Regions from separate parts of the Mus musculus genome. Here regions 2, 3, 4 and 5 are each linked to region 1. A link is a contact called in public HiChIP or PLAC-seq and capture Hi-C data. All regions are on one chromosome and are shown on one strand. The core of a region is the stretch at or near the end of the contact, and the rest is flanking DNA. Distances in the headings are between cores, read along the strand shown.

The links. HiChIP or PLAC-seq counts read pairs in DNA pulled down with a chosen protein or histone mark. Capture Hi-C pulls out chosen DNA fragments and counts their contacts.
Region 2: a capture Hi-C map of macrophages shows a contact between it and region 1, with 5 times the contacts expected there. The contact joins the promoter of Mcf2l here to the promoter of Tmco3 in region 1. A contact is called at or near these places in 2 of 39 promoter capture datasets (the SN4741 cell line and embryonic stem cells), 2 of 484 Hi-C or Micro-C datasets (both in embryonic stem cells), 5 of 115 datasets of contacts at active chromatin or transcription factors (embryonic stem cells and pancreatic cancer cells) and 2 of 9 other capture datasets (liver and macrophages).
Region 3: a contact with region 1 is called in an H3K4me3 HiChIP or PLAC-seq map of bone marrow-derived macrophages, with 3 times the contacts expected there. The contact joins the enhancer-like site here to the promoter of Tmco3 in region 1. A contact is called at or near these places in 3 of 39 promoter capture datasets (HPC-7-derived erythroid cells, cranial neural crest and liver), 3 of 115 datasets of contacts at active chromatin or transcription factors (acute myeloid leukemia, bone marrow-derived macrophages and embryonic stem cells) and 1 of 9 other capture datasets (adipose tissue).
Region 4: an H3K4me3 HiChIP or PLAC-seq map of the SCID.adh cell line shows a contact between it and region 1, with 13 read pairs. The contact joins the enhancer-like site here to the promoter of Tmco3 in region 1. A contact is called at or near these places in 11 of 39 promoter capture datasets (the 3T3-L1 cell line, HPC-7-derived erythroid cells, cranial neural crest and 6 more), 1 of 15 datasets of contacts at CTCF or cohesin (pro-B cells), 9 of 484 Hi-C or Micro-C datasets (the G1E-ER4 cell line, the HL-1 cell line, the MNK3 cell line and 4 more), 19 of 115 datasets of contacts at active chromatin or transcription factors (the 230-238 cell line, the SCID.adh cell line, T-cell acute lymphoblastic leukemia and 10 more) and 3 of 9 other capture datasets (adipose tissue, macrophages and pancreatic islet).
Region 5: a contact with region 1 is called in an H3K4me3 HiChIP or PLAC-seq map of embryonic limb bud, with 3 times the contacts expected there. The contact joins the enhancer-like site here to the promoter of Tmco3 in region 1. A contact is called at or near these places in 8 of 39 promoter capture datasets (the 3T3-L1 cell line, embryonic stem cells, hippocampal neurons and 4 more), 1 of 15 datasets of contacts at CTCF or cohesin (pro-B cells), 2 of 484 Hi-C or Micro-C datasets (the N1E-115 cell line and embryonic stem cells), 14 of 115 datasets of contacts at active chromatin or transcription factors (the 230-238 cell line, bone marrow-derived macrophages, embryonic limb bud and 7 more) and 2 of 9 other capture datasets (embryonic stem cells and pancreatic islet).

The regions. Positions count from the first base shown.
Region 1 is chr8:13,286,143-13,290,629 of GRCm38.p6, reverse strand. Tmco3 (transmembrane and coiled-coil domains 3) reads right to left here and starts at 2,617. Exons shown (of 13, transcript NM_172282.2): 1 at 2,243-2,617. It overlaps Dcun1d2 (DCN1, defective in cullin neddylation 1, domain containing 2 (S. cerevisiae)), which reads left to right and starts at 2,504. Exons shown (of 7, transcript NM_001024504.2): 1 at 2,504-2,826. The coding sequence starts at 2,824.
Region 2 is chr8:12,913,406-12,917,892 of GRCm38.p6, reverse strand. Mcf2l (mcf.2 transforming sequence-like) reads right to left here and starts at 1,982. Exons shown (of 31, transcript NM_178076.4): 1 at 1,839-1,982. The coding sequence starts at 1,917. It overlaps Gm15351 (a long non-coding RNA gene), which reads left to right and starts at 2,669. Exons shown (of 2, transcript XR_870153.3): 1 at 2,669-3,314; 2 at 3,867-4,487.
Region 3 is chr8:12,953,264-12,957,750 of GRCm38.p6, reverse strand. The region is part of intron 1 of Mcf2l (mcf.2 transforming sequence-like); the gene reads right to left. Among named protein-coding and RNA genes, the nearest start is that of Gm38671, 7.6 kb to the right of the region's middle. Within about 2 kb of position 2,195, at least 22 of the 459 cell types and tissues checked have an H3K27ac peak or open chromatin away from gene starts, as enhancers often do. A contact at or near this core is called in acute myeloid leukemia and bone marrow-derived macrophages, where this site is marked.
Region 4 is chr8:12,975,303-12,979,789 of GRCm38.p6, reverse strand. All of the region lies in intron 3 of Mcf2l (mcf.2 transforming sequence-like), which reads right to left. Among named protein-coding and RNA genes, the nearest start is that of Gm38671, 30 kb to the right of the region's middle. Within about 2 kb of position 2,304, at least 24 of the 459 cell types and tissues checked have an H3K27ac peak or open chromatin away from gene starts, as enhancers often do. A contact at or near this core is called in the HL-1 cell line, the MNK3 cell line, the SCID.adh cell line and 1 more, where this site is marked.
Region 5 is chr8:12,994,924-12,999,410 of GRCm38.p6, reverse strand. It overlaps Mcf2l (mcf.2 transforming sequence-like), which reads right to left. Exons shown (of 31, transcript NM_178076.4): 6 at 2,685-2,801; 7 at 2,016-2,165; 8 at 918-1,042. Among named protein-coding and RNA genes, the nearest start is that of F7, 29 kb to the left of the region's middle. Within about 2 kb of position 2,215, at least 77 of the 459 cell types and tissues checked have an H3K27ac peak or open chromatin away from gene starts, as enhancers often do. A contact at or near this core is called in embryonic limb bud, where this site is marked.

The DNA of each region.
Region 1 (4,487 bases), core at 1,368-3,867:
TATGCCAGCATTTCACCTCCCTGGGAGTCTGCCTCCTACACACACACACACACACACACACACACAAACACACACACTTACTTCTCTGCTACCCCCATTGATTTTCCAGACCTGGGCTAGTTGTAGCAAAAATAAAAGGTGGCATTTCTAAAGACTCTAACTCTACCCAGGAGAGGGAGGCAAGCATTCTGATAAGACCAGGAAGGGAAAGCCAATGGAGACAGGTTGACAAAAACAAACACAAGAACTTGGATCTCTGAGTTCCAGGACAACCAGGGCAACACAGACAAAATCCTTTGCTTTCTGTTTTCCTTTCTATTCATTCCTCTGTGTGTGTGTTTGTGTGTGTGTGTGTGTGTGTGTGAAAGAGACAGACAGACAGACAGAGACAGAGACACAGAGAGACAGACAGGATCCAGGGTATCGCTGTATAACTCTGGCTTAGTTCTCACTCTGTACACCAGGCTGGCCTCAAACTTAGAGATCCTCCTGCCTCTGCCTCCTGAATGAAGCTAGGATTAAAGGTGTGTAATGCTGTCCCTAGCTTTATTTTCTTTCTTTCTTACTTTTTTCTTTCTTTCTTTCTTTCTTTTTTTTTTTTTTTTTTTTTTTTTTTTTTGAGGAAGAAACCTTCTGAGAGTCAAACTCCAGGCTACTTTTCATTTGGCACAGCAACATCAATACTTCCGGCATAAGAATCACATAAATTCCTAGGCGTGGTGATTCAGCCTTATAGTCTCAGTCATGAGTTTATTAAGAAGAAAAAAAACCCTCAAATCCATTTTTGAAACACAATGTTTACTACTACATAACTAGGCTACTTTCAAGCATCTGCTTCTCCTGCCTCAGCCTCCAAAGTAGAGCTCTGCTCTCTACAAGATGATATAAAAAAGGAGAAATGGATGAGACAGCAAAGAAAAGTCTCAATGGGAAAAATTACTGAATTAAAGCCTATCTATCTATCCATTCATCTTTCTATCTATGTATCTATCTATGTATCCATTCATTTATCTATCTATCTATCTATCTATCTATCTATCTACCTACCTATCTATTTTTGAGGCAGTCTTACTATGCAGCCCTAGCTGTCCTGGAATTAGCTATGTAGACTAAGCTGGCCTCAAACTCGCAGAGATCTGAGTCTCTGCCTCCCATGTGCTGGGATTAAATGTGTCTTCTTCCATCAGCAAAGCCTATTTTAACTCTAAAGTACATTTTAAAAGAGCACCTGTACCCACATGAACATAACAGGTAGCTGCCAAAGATGAAGCACTTCAGTAGCCGGCCAATCCTTGAAACTACTTTGGAAAAAGAAATAGAGAATATAATACAGAAGAGGAATAAGATGCCATGCACCAAAGGAAGATAAGTCAAACAGAGGCAGAGCAAACAGCCTATATGACTTAGAACCAATGAACCATGGCTTCTTGGTGGTGCCCAAAGGGCTGTTCAAATAGCTACTTTATTTGTTCAGGAGGTGCCAACTTAAATCCACAAAGAGAGGAGACACAGAGCCTACTCACTAGCCAGCTGCTTGTTCTTTTTTTAGTTAGGGAAGCCAAGGAGGAGAAAAAGATCTATGAAGAAAGAGGCCCTTTCATCAGTAGCAAACACTTCTCTGGTAAGTAAGCAAATCTACATTGCACCCCAGGAAGATGAGATGGATGCTGACAATAAATAAACGAGAGGTTAAACCCACTGGGCCAGAGTGACCTTCCCTGTCACTTTCAACTTACTTGATTGGTTTTACCACCTAAATTAAGAAATTAATGTGTAAACCATCTTGGTTTGATTGTTGACTCTGCCAACCTCCCTGGCTGTATAAGCTTAAGTCAAGTGTTGCAGGGCACCCACATCCCTTATTGAAAGAGACAATCTTGGGGCGTCTTTCCAGGTTTATCTTTAAGAAGAGGCTGTCTGCGGGCAGCCTCACGGGGCGGGACAGAGAGACTACAAAAAATTACAGGGAAGAACAAAAAAACGGGAGGCTCGGGGAGCTGAACCTCCGAGTTTAGGTGAAGTCTTGGAAACGGTTGTCTTCCCCCATACCCCGAAAGAACTTCTAGGAAAAGACCCTCCACCCCCTGGAAAGTAGACAAAGGCAGTCTCCTAGGAAGGATCCCCTTTGGAAGAGACAAACCAAGAAGGAGCCCCGGGTAGGAGTCGCCAGGATTGAGCAACCCGGATGAGGACCCCGGTGGAGCGCATCTCAGGACAGAAGTCCCGCAGCTGCAGAGCTTACCCCGATGGAGGAGGCCGCTCTCTGGACATGCGACCTCAGCATCACTGTCCCCGATCGAGAGTTCCCCGACGCAGCGAACCTCAGGGCCGCCAAAGAATTGCCCTCATCTCTTTCCTGGCCTCGGGACCAGGACACCGAGGACGGCACCGCCCTCTTCTTACTTCAGGCGCTTCTGACGCGCAGCTGGAAAGTAGGTGCGGCTCCTTTAAGCAGGCTGCCGATGGACAGCTCCGTCGTCCTTCGCGCGGCGCGATGCACGCCGGGAACTGGAGTCCCGGGAGCCGGCCGGCCAGCCAGCTTCCAGAGAGTGCGTAAGCCTAAGAGCCTCAGAACAGCAACAGCCTCCGAGAGAGGTTACGATGTGACCCAAACGCTGTGCCTCGGAGCTGAGGGGCGCCTGTCCACGCTGCACGCGGAGAGCCGAAGACGGAGCGAGCCCCCCCAGTCACCTGAAGGGAGCGTTCGAACACTGCGCCTGCGCAGAGCGCCTGCTGCTAGCCGCCGCGGCAATCGCCTGCGCAGAGGAAGAGCGGCGTGCGCTTGCGCAGAAAATTGAAGTCGCTTCGGCAGCCTTGGGGAGCATGGTAGGTGGCTAGCTTTGCGCTCTGCAGGTGCGGGCCAGAGCCGGGCGCGGAGGTCACCTCTCTGTGGCGGCATTAGGATAACCGAACCGAGAGGCCGGGCGTGCCCGTCGTGGTGTTGAGGGAGGGCGCGGTTGACTTGGAGTAGCATGGTGTGAAGAGGGGTGTGAGGAGCCCAGTTGGATCTCCGGGGAGGGCAGCGGCGCCGGGTCAGCTGGGTGCTGACCGGACCGGAGGGCGGGACGGGGCTGTGCGACGGGTGACAACCTGCCTGCTGGGCGGAGCCGTCCCGCTTCTGAGTGGACAGTGACGCCGATTGGGGCGGAGCTGGCAGAGCTTTGAAGCCGTCAGCCCGGGGAGGTTTGTGGAAGAGGTGGAAGGACGCGATCCCCGGAAGGTGGTGCGCAAGGCTCCGCGGGGTTAGCATGGTTTGCGATCCGCTCAGCTCTCGCCGCGGCGAGGATATCCCCTACTCGCCCGCTCTCTTCCTGAGATCAGGCTGGGAATCCTGGAGGCGGGGAGGGACCGACTGGACGCCCTGGAGGTAGAGGAGGGTTTGCCTAGTAGAGCCGTGCAAAGGCCTGGACCGCGGGAGGACGCCTGACAGTCCCATTCCTTGGGTCTCGGGGTAGCCTTGCTCCGAGAGGATGCAAGCGAATGGGAGCCGAGGAAGACAAGTTTTGTCTCTGTCCTGGGAGAGATGTCGGCTTGGCTTGGTTTGCGTAGAGGAAACAGGGGAACTGAGGACCGAACCCTGGGGAGGGAAGAGGGGATGGAACCAATACCGAGAAGGACGAGGCTGGAAAACTAAAAGGTTTGAACCTAGAAATCAAGAAATAATGGAGAAGAGCTGCAGAAAGACTCCTCTGACCAGCTGCTAGCAGACTTCAGCGGCCAAGCCACTCACCTGCGCTCTTGGACAGGAACGTCACTGGGGAAGGAAATGTTGGGAGGCTCAAGATTTGGGAACACTTGGACTTGATGCCCTCATTTCCAGGCTTGCACATGGCAAAGCACAGTCAATCTGTAGTGGGCCGCAAATCTGTTTGAGCAAATGTTTGTCCTATGAGCCCTTTGAAATTGACCATAAGAGGAGGTATTTTGCTAAGTGTCTGTGGAAGGACATTTTACAGATGCTTTCTAAAATCTTATATGGGAGCACTCTTGTGCCTAGGTTGTGTGTTATTCTTCACAAGATAACATAAAGTGTATGAAACTTTTCGTACCAGCTTCTGTTGTTTGGAAGGTCCACTTGTCCTGTATCTCTTTACTGATTGTCACCTGCTGAAACAATTCTAAACAGCTGCTGTTGTATGTGAGGAACTGTGTTGAGCTCTGTGGGAGACTATGAAAACATAAATCAGTGGCTACGGGCACTTCTAGCAGCAGTCTACTGTAAATTTAGTTTTGAAACATCTGAAATTGATGCAGATAAGTCATTGGAACTGTTAGGCAGAGAATGTCCCCCTAAAAGGTTGTCCCTGAAGGAGTTCTGCTAGTCTCTTCTTGATGGTCTTTTTTCTAAGTGTAATATTTTATTGCAATTTAATTGACCAAAAGCGTAAAGTAAAATCTGCCACTCCAGCCTGAATTGTTGGCTCAGCACCAATTGCTTGTTTTCCAGAGGATCTGAGTTCCATTCCTGACACATACTTTTACTCCCA
Region 2 (4,487 bases), core at 733-3,232, 370 kb after region 1:
ACCATGCCCTTCGTTCTAAACAGCTTCACCAGTCTCTAGCTCAAGCTGCCAGAACTCTCTACCCATTTCTGGCCATGACCTTAACATGCCCCTGGACCATGAACAATCCTATGACCTTGAGCTGCATTCTGCTAGAAGGGACTCTTGAGGATATGCTCAGAATGTAAACCCTGAGTGATAATTACATAGACCTATATCACTCCACTACAGGGGTGGAAGCAAGAAACTTCATTGTGCATGCACAACTCCTGTCCCCATTGCATGACATATAGCTGCTAACCATTAGAGCCCACCTCCCCAGTGCCACAGCAGATTGAGTTATACTGAGAACAGGAGAGCCAGGGAGGGTGCAGGTGTGGTGACATCTCCCTCCCCACCACTGAACAATGGGATGCTCATATCAGAGGGTCCTGCCAACCACATCTTTGGGTCTTAGTGGAATCTACAACTCTAGTACTGCAGAAACCTCAGAGGGCACAGGCTGGAGCTGCTGCTTCTGGCGAGACAATAGTAGCCACCGGGGCCCAATCCAAGGATGCTTGGACAAACATTCAATGAGTATCTGGTCCAGGTTCTGCTCCTCTGGGAGCCTTTTTACAACTTAAGACACACATGTTGTGTCCTTCAGAGCCCAGGAGGAAACCTCAGGATCTGAAACTCAGGATGATGTCACTGCTGGAGCAATTCCCACTCTTGTGATCCCCCACGCCAGCCAAGCACAGGTGGGAAGGGCAGCAAGTCCCACTTCTTCCTCAGGGCCCCCCTGGGCAGGCAAACAGCTCCCTGGAGCTCCACACTCATTCAGATCTTGTCCAAGCAACACCCAGAAAATTGGGCCACATCTCTAAGAGGAAGGGGACAGAAGGCATAAACGTCTGTCTTCTCTTTTCACCCATTTATAATAAGCAGCCATTTCACTTGCAAAGCCAGCGTTATAAACTGACCGTCTGTCTACACAAGTGCAGGGAGACCACCGCACTTGATGCTTATGCTGATTTAGTTATTTAATACAGGGAGGGTGCCACACCCAGCCCAGACAACGAATGAAATTTTAATCCCCCAGGAAAGTATTACTTAGAAAACTAGATAACGCCACGTATCACATAACACACGACAAAAACCAACCTACTTTTAATAGCACACCACTATTTCCTCCCCATGCCAGACACAACTAGTCAGTGGTACCTGCTTCTTCTGCAGCGTGCCAGGAACCCTCGGCACAACGGATGGAGGCCGACGGCAAGATGCATCCTGCCAGCTCCGAGGGGCTGAAATCTACAGGAGGCTGTAGCTTGTCCCTCACGGCTTATTTTAAGTAATCAGACAATTAATCCTGAAAATGAATGTCTAATTGCACTGCTCGCCCTCTTCTTAACCTATATTATTTTCAAATATTGGCTTTACGGCTTTAAGTGCATAGTGAGGATTTTACCTCCCATCCCATCCCAGTGTCTGCAGGGCCTGGGCTTGGACCCTGGACCATTCTGGGCTCATAATTCCATGGCCACTGCAGCAAATGAGGTGATGCTCCCAAGCAGACTTGCAGACTCCCCCCACGGGCAAATGGCTCCACTTACAAACCCTCATCTCCTAGAAAGCCAGCGCTGCTGATCTGTAATTCTCAAACTGTGTCAAGCAGAATAAAATCACACTGTCAATCCACAAAGCCTAGAAGATGATACCAAAAAAAAAATGCCCATCACGCCTGCCTTTGCTGTTATCAGTGCTAGGGAATAGTGAATGAAGGTGGTTATACAGCCATTAGATGCAATTCTCTACAATTCAACAAATGATGTCAAGCTTAAGAATATATAATCAAGGCCAGCGGCTCCTCCTACCAGTGTTCTTGGAAACCGCGTTTAATCTCTGCACCATTTCTTCTAGGGCCATCTCTTCATTTCTCAGCCAAAACCTCATCCTCCGATTCAACAAAACCGATCCCCAGAAGATCGTCCTCCGCTGCACCAGAGGTGCTGTCGGGTGGGGCTAAGCCGTGGGGAGGGGGCGCGGCTGGAGCGGGGAGGGGGTTGTGGCGCTTTCCTTGGCTTCCCAGGATTGGTCTCCGCGCCACAGGGAGGGGGGCGCGCTTTGCGTTGATGGGGGGCGGGGGGCGCTAGGCGGAAGCGGAAGCACTGAGCCTGCCGGGCGTGTCACCACCGCACCTGGAGTCATGCGTGTGCACCACCTGAGCACCTGGGAGGCTAGTTTGCATCAAGGGGGCATCAGAAAGCCCACTACGCAGGCGCACAGGTCTGCCCTTGCCCTTCCCCCTCTTCCTAGGGTTTCTGTCCTCCGGGATTGGAAGTAGCTGCTGCAGGGACGCGATCCCAAACCACCCAAAGAACATCCAGCCTGAGCCCAATGCTCCCTTTACTTCCTGCCCCAGGCCCCCTTTACCTCCCGCCGCTGCAGGGCAGGTGCAGAGTCCACAGCAGCCTAGAGCGCGCTCTCCACGAGGTCTCATGCCCAGGTAAGAGGGAGACGGTGGGTAGCTGGGTCAAGACTTGACTCTCCCAGCAAGGGCGGTGCCAGACCTAAGACACAGGTCTACGAGAAGGAAGCTCAGCTGTAGGCCCAGGGCTCCCTAACCTCGCCATGTTTGGCAGAGGGCCACGCTCTGCATCTGACACCACCGGCTTCACACAGATTCCGGGTCGCTGGTGCACAGAGTACTACTGCAATGCACAGGGTGGCGAACACCAGCCTCTCCAGCTGCTGGCCATCTTTTTATTGTTTGGTCAGACGGGTCGCATCCTGCCAACAGGATAAATGCCCTGGCACTGTGGTTTTCAGTAACACGTGGGAAACCCAGGACCACAGACTCCAATAACGAGAGTCTATCAAACCCCAGGACCACAGACTCCAGTAACATGAATTGTATCAGCACCATGGTGTGCAACAACGCAATGTGCACCAACATGTATATATCTCAGCACTATGGTGACCAGAAACATGTGTGTACCAACATGGTGTACATGCAGTAACATACATGTGCACCAAGACCAGTATCCAAGAATACATGCATTGGCACCACAATGGCCAACATATGTGCTCCAACGCCATGATTCCCTAAACTGCACCATCACCACAGGGCCCAACATGTATGCGTCGGTAGCTGCACAGACACACCTGTATGTACCGTAAGACCACAGCTTCCAACAACATCCACCCGCACTGAACAATCCAACTACAGACATGTGTGTACCAGGATGCCGTTGCAACAGTGTCTATGTTGGGTTCAGCACTGAACTAAAGGTCAAGACACAAAATGTCAGATGTCCCAGGATTTGTCCTCAGAACTCCTGGCCTGGAAGGTAAAGATCTATAAGATAATTGCCGTGCTAAAGTCCCCAAATCAATGTGTAATAACCACATATAGATATAATGATAAGATAGTAGAAATTGGCCGGGCAGTGGTGACACATGCCTGTAAACCCAGCACTTGGGAGGCAGAGGCAGGCGGATTTCTGAGTTCGAGGCCAGCCTGGTCTACAGAGTGAGTTCCAGGACAGCCAGGGCTACACAGAGAAACCCTGTCTCGGGGAAAAAAAAGATAGTAGAAATTACTGCTTTTCTGAAAGCTCAGCCCCTCAAGCAGCAGCAGTGGCTTTGCAGCAAGTCTCCACATGGACAAGTGAACCCTAGGCAGGCGATGCACTGTGCCTGTGGTCCTAAGAGTCCGGTCAGTTGACACTTGGAGCTGTGTGACATCTGAAGACTGAGACTGGGGGAGTCACACTCGTGCCCCCCAGCTCCAGAACCTTCGCTGCTCACCCCTCGCCCATGCCAAGCTGCTGCCTCCAGCCTCAGAGAAGGAAGGCTGTCATCAGGGCAAGTGCTGAGACGTAGGCCCTGCCTCTCCACAGGTTTCTTTCCTCACCTTCCATCTGCCGCACAGAGACAGGCCTATGTCTTTCTAGCAAGCCCTCGAGCAGCCTAGGCTTCCTTGGGGCAAACGCCTGAGGTGTCATGGCCCGTGAGTGGGTCTGGCTTGTTATGTGCACTCCCGTAGAGGTCCATCGGGTCCACGCTGTGACAAACACTGCTGATGTCATTCCATCTTCAAAGCCAGAACCAAGGGAAAAGGTGACAGTGTCTGCCTCCCTGTCCTTTCGACAGAGCATCCTGGAGCGCCTCAATGTTCTAAGCACCTTCTTGGAAGCACACATGGTAAGGGCAGACTCCATTCTCCTGGTGACTGAGATGCAGCACTGCCATCTCCTTGTCTCACACTAAGGAATCTGCACGTAGGGAACAGATGGGACAGGGATGTAGAAGACAAAGCAGCAGCTCCTTGCTTGGAGCCACAGGGTGCCAGAAGCACGGGGCCTGATGACACCACCTCACTCTGGCTGCAGGTGCAGACTTGAGCCGTCTTCCTCAGAGTCTTCAAGCTTTCTTTTGAGTCACCTTGGGTAATGGTCAACATGGATTATGAACTTGGCAGGGTCTAGAGTTATCTGGGTGACAGGCCTCTGGGCTTCTTT
Region 3 (4,487 bases), core at 946-3,445, 330 kb after region 1:
GGAGGTCGGAGCTGCAGGGTCCCGAGCAATTAAATTACACTTCATTTGGCTCACAGAGGAAACTGTTCATTGAAGTAGCAACAGCAGCGAGTGCTTTCTTGTTACTAATGAATTTAATCATTAGGGCCACTTAGGAGGAGGCAAGCCTATGCCTTGAACGAGTAAGACAGCTTGCCTGAAGTCACATGGTGATGCCCATGTGACTGCAGGGTCAATGTCAACAAAGGATAGACAGAGAAGCTGGCTGGCTCGAGGCTTCGAGGTGAAGACCCAACTGCAGGGTTTAGAAGTAAAAGCTAAAGGTGTCAGTTTCTGGTGCAGAGAGGGCTGGACAAGAGGCCCTTGGAGCGAAGCAGCATCTTGGTGCCTCTCCATGACCCGTTCAGGGGCAACATCCACAGTTTAGCTACCCGAACAGCTGATTCTCCCATGAACCCTTTGTCTTTGAGTCAACAGATGGAGAAATAGCTTTACAATCTGCAAAGGAAGTATGTGGCTATTCTGTGAGGTTTGTATCTTTGATCAGCTCTTTACCTCAGGCAGAAAGGCAGATGTCTAATAACCAGGGCAGCTGTCTCCAAGCTGTGAACTGCAGCTGCAAAGACAGACGGGGATGGGGTGCAGGGATAGGGTAGAGGGTATGGGCGGAGGGCATGGCACGTGGGGCCTAGGATACAGGATGTGGGGGATGGGGCATGGGGGCTGGAGTGTGAGGCTTCACTTGAGGCCATGGCTGAGGAAACCAGGAAGGGCAGACAGGTGGGATGTGTCCGCAGAGGAGTCCAGTCTTTCAGCCCAACACAGTCTGCACGTTGTTCTCATACAAAGCACAGTGAAAAGCTTGTTTGTGCCTAACATCCTCAGGAATCACGTTATCGTGAGGTTGCATTCTGGGCCAAGCCTCACTTTGGGACCCTGATTTCCTGACACTGACTGCGAGGCTGGCTGCTGACCTGACCAAGAGGAGCCAAGCGTTCTGGTATGGGCTCTGGGTTTGGCCAGCAGGTGCTAAGTGACCTTGGTAGATTGCTTGACTCTGAGAGGCAATCTCTAAAATGTCAGGACAAGCAAGGTCTCTCCCTTCAGAGTGACCTGCACATCTGGTGGATGGTGGACATTTAACCATTACTGATAGGAACACCTGCTTCTGCCCTGGTCCATGTCCAGGACCACCCAGCTCTCCAGGCCCCTTGGAGCACTGCCTACTCTGCTGGTCTCTCCCAGGTGGTTTCTGGGTCTGCATCTATATCCTTGGGAGGATGACACCCACAGTGCTGCTCATGCCTGTAGCTCAGGGCGACTCAAGTTTACAGACAGATGGGAGCACGGTTAGAGCTGCCACAAAGAGAGGATGTGCCTTGGTCACATACGCCCCAGGTTTACTGTGGCACACATATTTGTCCTGGCTAATTTTATGTCAACCTCACACAAGCTAGGGTCATTTTGGAGGATGATTCTAGCCTGTAGGTGTGGCCACCCTGGCCTGGTGGGTCTGAGCTCTATAAAAAAGCAGGCTGAGCAAGCCATGAGCAGAAAGCCAGTTAACAGCACTCTTCCGTGGCCTCTGCATCAGCTCCTGCCTCCAGGATCCTGCCTGCCCTGGTGATGGTCTAAGAAGGGGGAAGTGGAATAAACCCTTTCCTCCTTGAGTTGCTTCATCACAGCAACAAAAACCCTAACTGAGACAATGCCAAAGAGTGACTTAGGCAGAAATGGAAGAGTGGCGTCAGTTGAGGGGTGTGAAGATCAGAAAGACCGTTCTGATAATTTTAACAGCTTTCTCAATATTTTGCTTAAACGGTCTTTGAATACAGGAAGTATTGTTGGATAGACTTGCCCTGGGGGCCACACAACTGTACTGCACATGCAGGATGGGCCTCTGTCTCCCAAAGGTCTCGGTCCCCTTCAGTCTCTGTAGGTCCTTCTATAACCAGTGATTCACAGATGGGCCCTGGGCTGGGAATGACCAGAGGGAGCCTGGTGCTGAGAGCCAGGGAGGGAGAGGCTGGGTCCTGAAACTGGACGCTGCCACTCCCATGTGCCTGAGCCCACGCCAGCTGCTGCTCTTTCAAGTTGACACCAAGCCTCAAACGCTGCACTTGTTGAATGCCCTGTGACAGTTGTGATGGCTGTCACACTGCCGCTTCTGTCATGCCTGGGCGAGGCTAAGAGGAGCCCCCACATTCCCTTGACCCTTCAAGGAAATGATGGTTCCCCTTTCTGTGTGCAGCAAGCCACTCAGTGGATCACATTCACAGCCCTGGGGATGGGGTTTCTGTCCTGGCCCCTAAGCTCACGCATAGTTTGGCTTGAAGTCACTTTCCAGCTGGTCCCTGTAGATCCTGACCCCACTTTACCTCCCAACCCCTCCCCCATGGCACACGTGTCCCCAGTGCTGACCCCCATCCTTACAGCCACCACCCAACTATAGGGCAAGACTGTGGGCAGGGCTCAACTTACGGCCATCTGTCATCTCTCCAGTGCCCATGGTACCGTGGCTACTGACCCCTTTTAATGGGTGCTGGGGGCTGGACTTGAGGCTTGGGCTATGTTTACCTATTTGAACTTTAGCCTACGTGAATCAGATAACACAGTTCCTACAGAGCCTGATGGCCAAGTGCCGATTCTATAGACTGCCCCTGGGACTCATTCTCCAACAACCTTGGCCTCATAGCATTGTCTGCTTCTATGACACAGAAGAAAAGCCAGGAGATAGAACAACAGGCTGAAGTCTGATTTTGGAAACAAGTGATAGCCCACGGGAAATCAAGGCTGGGTTTGAAGAGAGAAGCTGCAGGCACTCAGTCCAGACCCAGTGATCCTGAGTCAGGGAAGGGCATTCTGCAAAGATGGAGGTGCACTGCCCCTGTGATACAGGCCCGGAGTCACACAACCAGCTGCGGTTGCACAGAGTGGTGGGAGTTTCCTTCACAATGCATTGGCTGTGTCCGCATCTGGAGGTGGGGTCAGTGACTCTGACCTCACTGAGAGACCAACACCCCTGCTGAAGTGGGGAAGTTATACCCGGAGCTCACCTTCAGAAGCCACAAGACAGACAGACAGACCTAGGGCCAAGGAAGGTCCTGGAAAGTTGGTCACCATGGCTGGCCCTCCCAGCCTGCCCATGTTCATGTGTGGCTCCTGGGCTGTGACCTGCAGGCCCTGGGAAGATGCAGACTGATACTTGGGTTGTTAAGGCACTGTGGCACCCTCCAAGCCACCAGGCAGTCACACAACCAGAGCAGGCCTTTTCCTGAAATGCTCCACAGACCTCTCCACAGCAGGAGAGTGGCCTGGAAGTCTGTTCAACGTCAACCTCCTGATGGCACATGACCACCTCAAATTACCCAGAAGGCATAGTAGGTGCTACCCCCAAGGCATGGTGCTCCATGCAGCCTTATGCAGTAGCCATTCACTAGGTAGAGTGGAGTTGAACAGCACCGTTTGTGAGAGGCTCGTGGAGAGCCCTGGGCTTGGCACATGCCCTTTGAGGAGGAGGAGGTTACCTCCAAGCTCTGGAAGACATCATCTCTACTTTTATGGGACCAGTCCACTGGCCCCACATCAACCCACTGACCCCAGACTTTTCTCATCAGTGGGACCCGGTGAGGCAGAGACACGGAAACGATGCCTGGGGTCATCCTCAAAGGCCAGAAGTCAGACGTGTTCAAGGTTCTCATAGGGAGAAGGATGAGCCTCAGGCCTGTGAGGGCCTCTGCTGTGGAACTGGCGTCCTGATGTTCCTGGTCCTTGAGCACCAGAGGGTGTCTGTCACAGAGCCTGACAGCTGGGCACCTGCAGCCTCTTCCAGAATCTGAGCACAAGTGGCCCGAAGGTGGCTTTGAAGACTCCTCCTTTTCCTCAGTGCTGGAGGGCGACAAGGCCATGTGCACTGTCCTAGGAAGCAGGGTCCAGACAGCCAGGTTCTGTCACCAGTGATGCTTGTCCTTGTTTTGTTAAGAAAAAACATTTCATGATAGTCAAGGGCTCTTCAGGGATCTGGGACTCAAACTGTTTTCATAGCGGTGTCCCCGTTCTTCTCTGAGCTTGGTGTGTCTGTGCTCAGAAATGGTGGGGCACTATGTATGGCCATAAGTCAGGGATAACAGAACAAGATGGAACCCAGGCCTCTTCCCACAGAGCTCATTCCAGGCAGACGGATTATCTTCACTGAGAAACACCTTAGTCACCACAATGGTTTGGTGTTTTTTTGGTTTTTGTTTGTTTGTTTTGTTTTTTGTTGTTGTTGTTGAAGTTAGTATTTTTAAATCTCTGGCAAATTTTTACTATAAACATTTGGCATCAAGCTCTTTGCAATTCTCATTAAGTTTTAAGAACACAAAGTCTGAATGTGATGGTGCAGAAGCTGAGGTGAGGCGCAGGTCTGAGACGCCTGAAGTTACTATGACAGGTCACAGTCTTGGGGGAGGGGCATGTCGTGGGGGAGGGGCAGTACACGGCCCTTGCCCTCCCCAGCTTCCATTGCC
Region 4 (4,487 bases), core at 1,055-3,554, 310 kb after region 1:
GTTGCTTCCCTCTTTAAATCAGAACACCTGTGAGTACTCACAAGCTCAGACCTACTATCCCCTCATAGAAGGAGTGGGTGGGGGGAGTCACTGGACTCCACCTGAGATTCTAGGCACCCCGCTCCTACCCGCCTCCCTGCACATAATCCTGTCTGGCTCTACATGGTTTGGGGTTGCCTTTACTGTGGTGCAGCTGTTCGGGGGTAACCCATGAACATGTAAGAAACCCAGACAATGCATGACTTTGAAAAGACGGACTTGGATGGACCTTTCTTGGCTTGTCATCGACATCATCTGCCCAGGAGAAGTTAGCCCTTATAGTTCTCATCAGTAGGTGCATCATGGGTAACAGTAAACACTCAAGGGCCAGCAGCAAGAGTGAGCGGGTGTTGGGGCTGGGGTACAGCAACCAGCACTAAGAACCCACGACCTGAATCCATGAACACTGGCATCCCAGTGGTTGGTAGAGGGCTGGTCAAGGCGACATGTTCCCCTGTGGTGCCTGGATGAAGGGAACAGGCATGTGAGATCAGCAGAGGGGGTGGGGGCCTGGAGAGAGGCAGCTGGAGTGAGCTGACCAGAGGCCCAGGGGTCTCAGGATAGGTTCACCACAGATGGAACCTCTCTTGCCAGTGGGACATGTCCCCTTGATTGTGTAATGTCTCGTCCTACCCAAGTGTCACTGTCTTAGTGACACTGGTATTTAAAAGCAGGTGTTGGAATACAGTGTACAAGATTTACAAAGGAGTTATAAGGATGGAAGGGGTGGGGGAGGGGGAGTAAGTGAAACCAGGCCAGACAGAGGAGCCATGGGGCTCACAGTAAACCTGACTTGACAATGGTTTGACTAATGGCGCCCTCGTGTGGTCAGTATGAAGCTGCACATTCAGGAGGGCACTGGAGGTGGGTCATTAACTACCCTCTGGGCTCCTCCTACCAGGTGCCCAGGCCTCACAGCTGACTGCCCAGAGAGCATAAAGGGACAGTTTGTGAGGGCCCAGTAAGTGCACAAGGGCAGCGCCAGGACAATAAGGCCATATTCCCGAGGTTACCCATCTTCCCTAGGCTGCCTGGTTGGCTCCTGTGGGTTCAGATTTTGTTTGTTTGTTTGTTTGTTTGTTTGTTTTAGCATTGGCTGAGGATGCCTGGAGTCAGCCAGCAGACTCACAGTTTTATTAGACTTTCCTGAAACACATGGGACCTGGTCCTTCTGGGCAGGAACAGGGATGGGGTCACAGAACAGGGTGGGCTCCTCCCACCTGTGCATAGTATTACTTATGCCTGGCTCTGGGCCGGTGTCCCCAGCCCCAAGGCTCCCTGGGGCACAGGTGCATGCTATGCGCTGGTGGAGGGCAGAGGGACTCAAACACTCAATGATCAAAGTACTCCTGGCTCTGGAGGACAGGGAGACTGATGGAACCCACAGGTCAGCAGCAGCCACTGGGCACAACCAGCCCCTCTCTGAACATTGGAGAAGAATCAGAGCCTCTGATGTCAAAAATGGTGTGAATATACCCAACTCACAGCCATCTTGGCTCAGGAGCCTCTGCCCTCACTTTCCCTGGTCTCTCTGTCAAAAGCTCCTGTGAGCTCTGTCAAATCAATCTGTGCTCAGAAAGAACTCATCACACCTCACAAAGAAATTGTTGCATGTGCACATGCGTGTGTGTGTGTGTGTGTGTGTGTGTGTGTGTAGTGGGGGAGTTGCCACTCACTGTCTCCATTGTGGCTTCAGGGCACTTGTTAGTGTCCTCCCTGAGGGCTGCCCAAGGCTGCCAAGATCTTTCTCCTCAGGCACCCCTTCTACTTTGGATTAACAAGTAGTATTCTGACACACTGGCTCCCTCTCAGCCACTGTCAACTCCCTGAATAGCAGCTAATGGCACTGTGTGACAGGGTGGAGGAAGGGCCTGGGGAAGGCCACCAAGAGCCACTATTTGTGCCTCCCCGAGTTACCGCATGGTACAATGGCACAGACTCTAGCAGGGTGATGGCAGCTCTTCTTCCTCTTGAACAAAAGACCAGGACAGTCACTGCCCTTGCCTCTGAACGCCAGGCATGTGCTGGTTACATGACACGTGTCACAGACTGCAGCTGCCCAGTGTGGCAGCCCCTAGCCATGTGTGAGCAGAAACAACTACTTTGTTTTCTTCCATTTTAACTTTAAGCGGCCACACGTGGTCAGTGACTATCACACTGGATGGCAGTTACAGAGGAAGATAACTAATGAGTGATGGAGAGGAAGTGGCCTCTGGTGGGGTTAGGAGAATGCGACTCAGAAGAACAGGGCGGGACCGCATGTGAAGGTCCCTGCAGAGAGTCTTCAAGAGCAGAAGTCGCAGGGACTCCTGGGAGCTTCAGAGGCTTTCAGCGCTCAAAGCACTGGACTTCACAAATGAAACGCTGCTGTGGGAAGCCGAGGTCTCGAGCAGTCTGTGAGAGCCAGGGACGAGATGGCAGGCTTGTCCACGTGAGTGTCCTCTGCAGTCCTCTTGTCCTGATCCAAAGCTGGCCGTGGGGGCTGAGCTCCCCTTGGAAGCCACACACGGTGACCATCCAGGTAAGCATTGTCACAGACAACAGCAGGGACAGCAGGAGGATGTCCTGGATCATTTTTTATCAACTTGACACGCGCTAGACTCCTCTGGGATCAGGAACTCTCAGTTGAGAAAATGCCTCACTGAGACAGGATCAGGCTGCAGGCAAGCCGATGAGGTACTTTCTTAATTAGTGATTGATGAAGGAGGGTCCAGCCCTCCTTGTGGGTGGTCCCATCCCCAGGGCTGATGGTCCTGGGTCCGATAAGAAAGCAGGCTGAGGAAGCCGCAGGAACAAGCCTGTAAGCAGCACCCCTTCACGGCCTCAGCATCAGCTCCCGCCTCTGGGTTCCTGTTCTGGTTTCCTTCAATGACTGCACAGTGCTGTGAAAGGGTGAGCCAAAGCCCTTTCCTCCCCAAGTTGCTTTTGGTCATGTTCTTTCATGATAGATAGCAAAAGTCACCCCAAGTCAGACAGAGGAGCAGACTCTGGGTACATGAGACTCAAGGAGACTGTCACCAACAGGGACGAAACATGAAGGCATTGATTACTATTAATCAAGTAACTGCCCTTCATGGCAGCAGGGCCCCAACCAAGAAAGCATGGGCCCCCAAGTCCGCCTGCTGACAGGCAGGTACACTTGGCCCATCTACACTGCGGAGAAAGCAGTAAACAAGGCCAATGTGAAGGACACCCCTAAAGCGCGGCTGGGCGAAAGGCGAGCTGAGACTCAGGGTCACACTGCCCACCACACGTGGGATCTTGAGGTTAACCAACCCTCATCTGTGGTTCCCGGTGAGGAGGAAGCAGAGGCAGAGATTGGGCATTTAACACCAGCGTGGCAGTGGCTTAGCACACGCATGGTTGCACACACGCCCTCTCTCCCAGAACACTCACACTCCATGGAAACTTCCATCTGAATGCATGGCACATCTGGCTGCTTTGGGGACTGTGTGAATGGCCAGTCAAATAGGGAGAGTCAAACAGGTATTCTAGAAGACAGCATCTACGCTCTCTGAGTTCTGCCTCTGTATCCCACTTCCAATGGTCCTCACAAGCCACGAGTCATCTCAGTGAGCATGTGCCTCTGCATACGTGTGTGTGTGTGTGTGTGTGTGTGTGTGTGTGTGTGTGTGTGTGTCTGTGTCTGTGTGTCTGTGTGTCTGTGTGTCTGTGTGCGTGCATCTGTCTTGTTCATTTTGCCTGCACATTTCAGTGCTAGTGTGTGGTGTGTGCATCTGTACATGTGTGAGCCATGCAGGCACCTCTTAGGTAGGAGCAGGAGTCCCTGTTAGCCTGTGTGAATGGGAAGAGCTTTGTAAATGCAGAGTCAATGTGCTGCACGGGAGGATGGCCTGGGATCTTATGGCTACTCCCAGTCCTCCAACTGAACAGGGCCTCCAGCTGATTTATTTATGATCTGCTGAGGAGCAAATCTGTCTGCACTTTGCTTTGAATTAATGCTGGACCAGTGTGTATTAGCAACGTAATCTAGGTCATGTGGGGAGGATGTATAGCAAGCAGCTTGGGGGCCTGCTGACAGGGCAAGGGAAGGCTGCCTCTCTGTGGTCAGTGGTCAGCATGCTCAAAAGCACAGGCACCTGGGACCTCCACTAGCCCTTTCCCACCCAGGTCCTGTGTACCCTTGCCACAGGATACTGGCTCCACAGAAGTACCTAAAAACCATGGCTGCAGAACTCCAAGGAGCCAGTGGCAGCTATAGCGGAGAACCCACGCTGTGGCCACCAGAGATGGGTCTTTTTTCTGATCCAACTGTTTTCAGGGATGGGGGGTCTGGTATGAATTTCTCCTTCTCTTCAATATTCATTTATTCTCCCCTGCCCCAGGGGTTTCCTGTGTAAACCGGCAGATCTCAAACTTGTGGTCCTCCTGCCTCAGCCTCCTGAGTGCTGAGTTGGCAGTAGGAACTGCGCCTGGCTCCCTTGAGT
Region 5 (4,487 bases), core at 966-3,465, 290 kb after region 1:
AGTCCCACATTTATTCACTTTTGAAGGGCCATTGGGCTTACTGAGGACAACCCCTGGCCAGGGTGAAGAGCAGTTGGCTGCAGAGGTGTAGCGCTGGTGCTCGCCACCCTCGCCCTTAGGATTACTTCTTGCTAAAGGACTTTAAACAGAACCAACCAGTACCACCTTGTTCTCACCCTTTACCTAGTCTTGGAGGACTTGATAATTTTTCCAGGGTGATGGTGGCTAGATCTCCTGCTAGGGAGCCTTGGTAACCTACTATGTGCCTTTCCTATACTCCCAATACAACATGCCTGCTCTGCATACAGCCACAGCCTGTGGGGGCGAGCACCAGGTGAAAGCCAGAGGCCAAGAGCCTGGCTGCCTACCACTGGGTTTCTGGATAAAATTTGATGCATCCAGGTACCCTGAGCCTGTCCTGTAGGTGAGAACAGCATCCCTCGAGTCTACAGTGTGATAAGGAGGCAGATAGGGCTCTCAATGTGTCAAAGCAACAGGGAGCACTAGTGGACATTGACAGATGGCACCCTGTCCTGTGTTGTGTTATAAACTTGGAGAACCAGTGAGAAAGACAGGCAGTAGCTTTACTGTGATAGTAAAACATATGCCTGAAGACACAAGGCTAGAACACAGGCACCCTGAGCTACTCTCCTACGGTGCACTGGGGATGTGGGAGGCATTCGAATCTAAGGTGCTCTGCTATTGTTGCTGCTGAACACTTTCCCAACTGTGAAACTGTCTGTTCTTGAACTCCCCCCTCCCCTTCTTTAGCATGGGAGGCTGGCCAGAGGGCTACCTACTTGGGATCTGTTGCAATCGTTTTGGCTGGTAGTCGAGTGTTTTCACAGTGGCTATGTATCTGTGGAAGTCTTGCACCTTGGCCAGAGCACGGGAGGGCAGGCAGGTGTGGGCCTTACCTCTGCACGGTGGCCTGATTGTCCAGCTGGTCCTGGTTCACACTGTGGGCCGCGCTCTCAGCCAGTGGCTCTCTGAGGCTCTCCAGGATGCTGTTCCCCTCCTTCAGTGCTAACTGCAGATCTTCCTGCGGGGGTGGGGGTTGGAGAGAGAGAGAGGGAGAGAGGGAGAGAGAGAGAGAGAGAGAGAGAGAGAGAGAGAGAGAGAGAGAGAGAGAGAGAGAGAGAGAGAGAGAGAGAGAGAGAGAACACAGGGTTTGCACTGCAGCCAGCTGGCTGGGCTCAGGTCTCGACAGTGAGTAGGTGGGGCTAGCATGGGGTGGGAACACTGTGCACTGTGGGTGATCACACAGAGCACTTAAAACTGTCGAGGACACTGTATACTTATATATGATCCTCAAAGAATTAATTTAAAAACAAAAACATACACTAGCAAGGATGGCACCACTGCTGCTTGCTGTGGCAAAGCTAGGGTTCGGGTCACTCGGGGCACGGGGATGAGGTCAAAAGCAACTTTTGGAAACCCGACTTTTGCGCATCTCCTATAGCTGGCCTTTTACAGGCAAAAGCCATTTCGAAGGTGTGAGAGACATGCCTTGCAGAGATGGGGAATTATCTTCAGGACACGACAGCTTACAGCCACCCAGACCCTGCCATGTCAAAGCCATCAGTGATGCAGGATGTCTTGACCCCAGAAAGCCATGGGAGCTTGTAGCACAATGGTATTTTATGCAGCAAATTCAACCACAACTCCATCAGTCACCCGTGAGAGGAACTGGCAGACGCCCTGCCTGGTTACACTGGAGCTGCCCGGCCCCCTACAGGGCACACCCACCAGAGAAGTGCTCTGGTCTTGGCTTTGGACAGACTCTGAAGCCCCCCAGGTTTTCTGGGCTCAAGGGTGCTGTCCATCCACGCACACACATTCTAACAGGGCTTGTCTATGGGGCTTTGACAGGGCTATGGCCAGTTCTCAGTGTCCTATCAAGAGCCCCAGAGACACATTTACTTCTGGCCCTTCCGCGTGGCAACTCATCTGACATCTTGTGTCTAGGATCAAATTGCCCTGCTCTGAACCCCAGCCCCACAAGCCACACTCACCTTCACTTTGGCCTTCTTCTCTGTGTGTGCGCTGAGCACCAGGCTGGTTGACTGGACGTCATTCGGCAGCTCTGTTTCAGCCAGCTCGGTCCCAAAGGCCTGCAGCATCTGGGCTGTCTGCTTCACCATCAGGGCGAAGCTTTCAATTGCCTGGGGAGGAGGGAGAACACGGTCACAGAATCCTGCACAGGGCCGTGGCAGCCTGCAGCTCTGAAAGCTGACACCATGACTGTTCTTGGAAAGGAGAGGGTGGCCCCCAAGCCCTGTAGACACACGGGTGCCAGCAAATACCTTCTGGTGAGTGTCTCAACTTAACGCTCCTTCAGAAATGTACAAGGCAGGCTTTGCAAATATCCCTGTCGCCCGGGGTCATTCTGTACTCAGGGTGTCCACCTCCAGCTCCTTGATAGGAGACTTGTGAGTGTCCAGACCACAACACAGAGCTTGGCAGGGTTTTTTTTCCCTCTAAGCTCAGAGAGAGCCGCACCCAGGGTCATTACTCATGGTCTCTCTTTACAGTGACTAAGGTCTACAGAGACCATCTCCTCATTCTTGGGGAAGGAACTTCATGTGAGCGTGTTTTTAAAAGGCAGTGTTGTCATGTGAAAACTATTCTGCCGGCCTATGAAGTAATGAGAACAGGGCTGCAGAGCACCCAGGCCCACTCACTGTGCGGTGGCACAGCCACCTGGAGTGGCAGTAGTCCAGGGTCCCCCCGAGGTCCTCGGTCAGCTGCGACTTATCAATGTAGCCGTGTAGTTCTGGCACTGAGCTTAGCATCATGACCTGTGAGAGAGGGGAGCAGCATCAGGCACCCTGCCCCGGACGTCACAGTGGCTCTGGCTTCTGACTTGAATGGGGCCAGCTCCGCCCTCTGGTCGACAGGCCCCATGCAAGCCTCTTATTCAAATTGTTCCTTGGTTTCCTCATCTATACGATGGGCACATTCTGACAGATCTCACTGGGAGATGGTGGGGACTCAGTGAGGCCACTGGACATGAGCCACGGGTGGCAGTACTTTCTCTGGCAAGGAGCTCAGTATGCTGAGGGAATAGAGTTTTGCTTCCTAAGAAACCAGTTTATGCTGGTTCCTGATGAGAACGCCACTAACATCATTTTAGGCACTGGTGAGAATCAATTTAGCAGCAGAGCCAGACAGACTCCCCTCTCATTAGATTGACAGTTCCGAAAGGGTCCTACTTTGTGTGGTCGCAGCAGCCAGCCAAGCTCTTCATCTGTAGCTGGCCCTCACCTTTCTCTTGTCCTTTCTGAGGCCATTCTACCATGAGTTTTAGATGAAAATAAAGACTTTGCTTTGTAAGCTGTCAGGCAGATACTACAGAATAAACTTCCAAAGGCTCGGTGCAGATGTTATTTGATACCCTGACATCTATTATTCAACACTGAGTCAGTGTAAAGCGGGGGCTCTCTACTGGGGATGTCTAGAGACAACCTGGTTGTTACAATAGAGAAAATGCTCTGGTGACTTCTGGGCGGAAGTCAGGGTTGCTGGGAACCGAGTTTCCCAGCAAGGAGCCATTCCCAGTGCTGAGAAGCAGTCTAGATGTTAGGTCCCCACTGAAGTACGACGGCCAGATACAAAAGCATTAGACTCTCAGTTTGAGCTGGAAAACAGAGTTCTCACAGAGCTGCTCCATTTTCTCTTGGTTCTTCTAATAAATGTATCCACATGCTGCCAAGCAACCTTGGCTCATAGCCAGTAAGCCAAAGACGGATTGGGTAACTCAAGGAAGCCTCTATCCTTAACCTTAGTACGTGTGTGTGTGTGTGTGTGTGTGTGTGTGTGTGTGATACATTTCCAATCATAACAGAGAAGGTGAGGAGCCCAGAGTGCTTCTACAGAGCTCTCTTGCCATGAGATCAGTAAAGTGGAAAAGGTATCAGATACCTTCTAAAAGCCAAATTCTCCGATAATTCTAGAATTTATCTAAGATTGGTCTGTGAGCTTACTGGTGCCAGGACAGTTTCTGTAAACCCATTTTAACACCTATTAACATAATACGATGAAATAGTTTTATAAAAGAGACCACACACTATCATAGATGGCCTCAACCTTATTTTCCCATCACGTTCAGAAGTAAGGGAAACTGTTGTTAGTGTGGCTTACTTGCTGAAGGTGGGGAAGGGCCAGGCACATTGACGTCATCTGATCATAAGAGGGGAGGGGCAGAGTGTCACTCCAGCATCCATGGGGCTCAGTAGCAAGAGCTATGAATGTGTCTCCCATATCTAGTTTGGGGATCAGGACTTGACCTCTAGCTAGGTGATCAATTGCAGAGAGTGGTTCTGTCCTTGACTAGGTCTAAGAAGTGGGCTGTCTAGAAAGAGATGCCATGAGACATGGGGTTGAGTATCTTCCCATAGACCTGGGGGCCAGTTATTCTCGGAGCTACCAATTCTCGACTCTTAGAGAGTCACAGTCACCCCTTCAGGACTTGGGGGGGGCTGAGC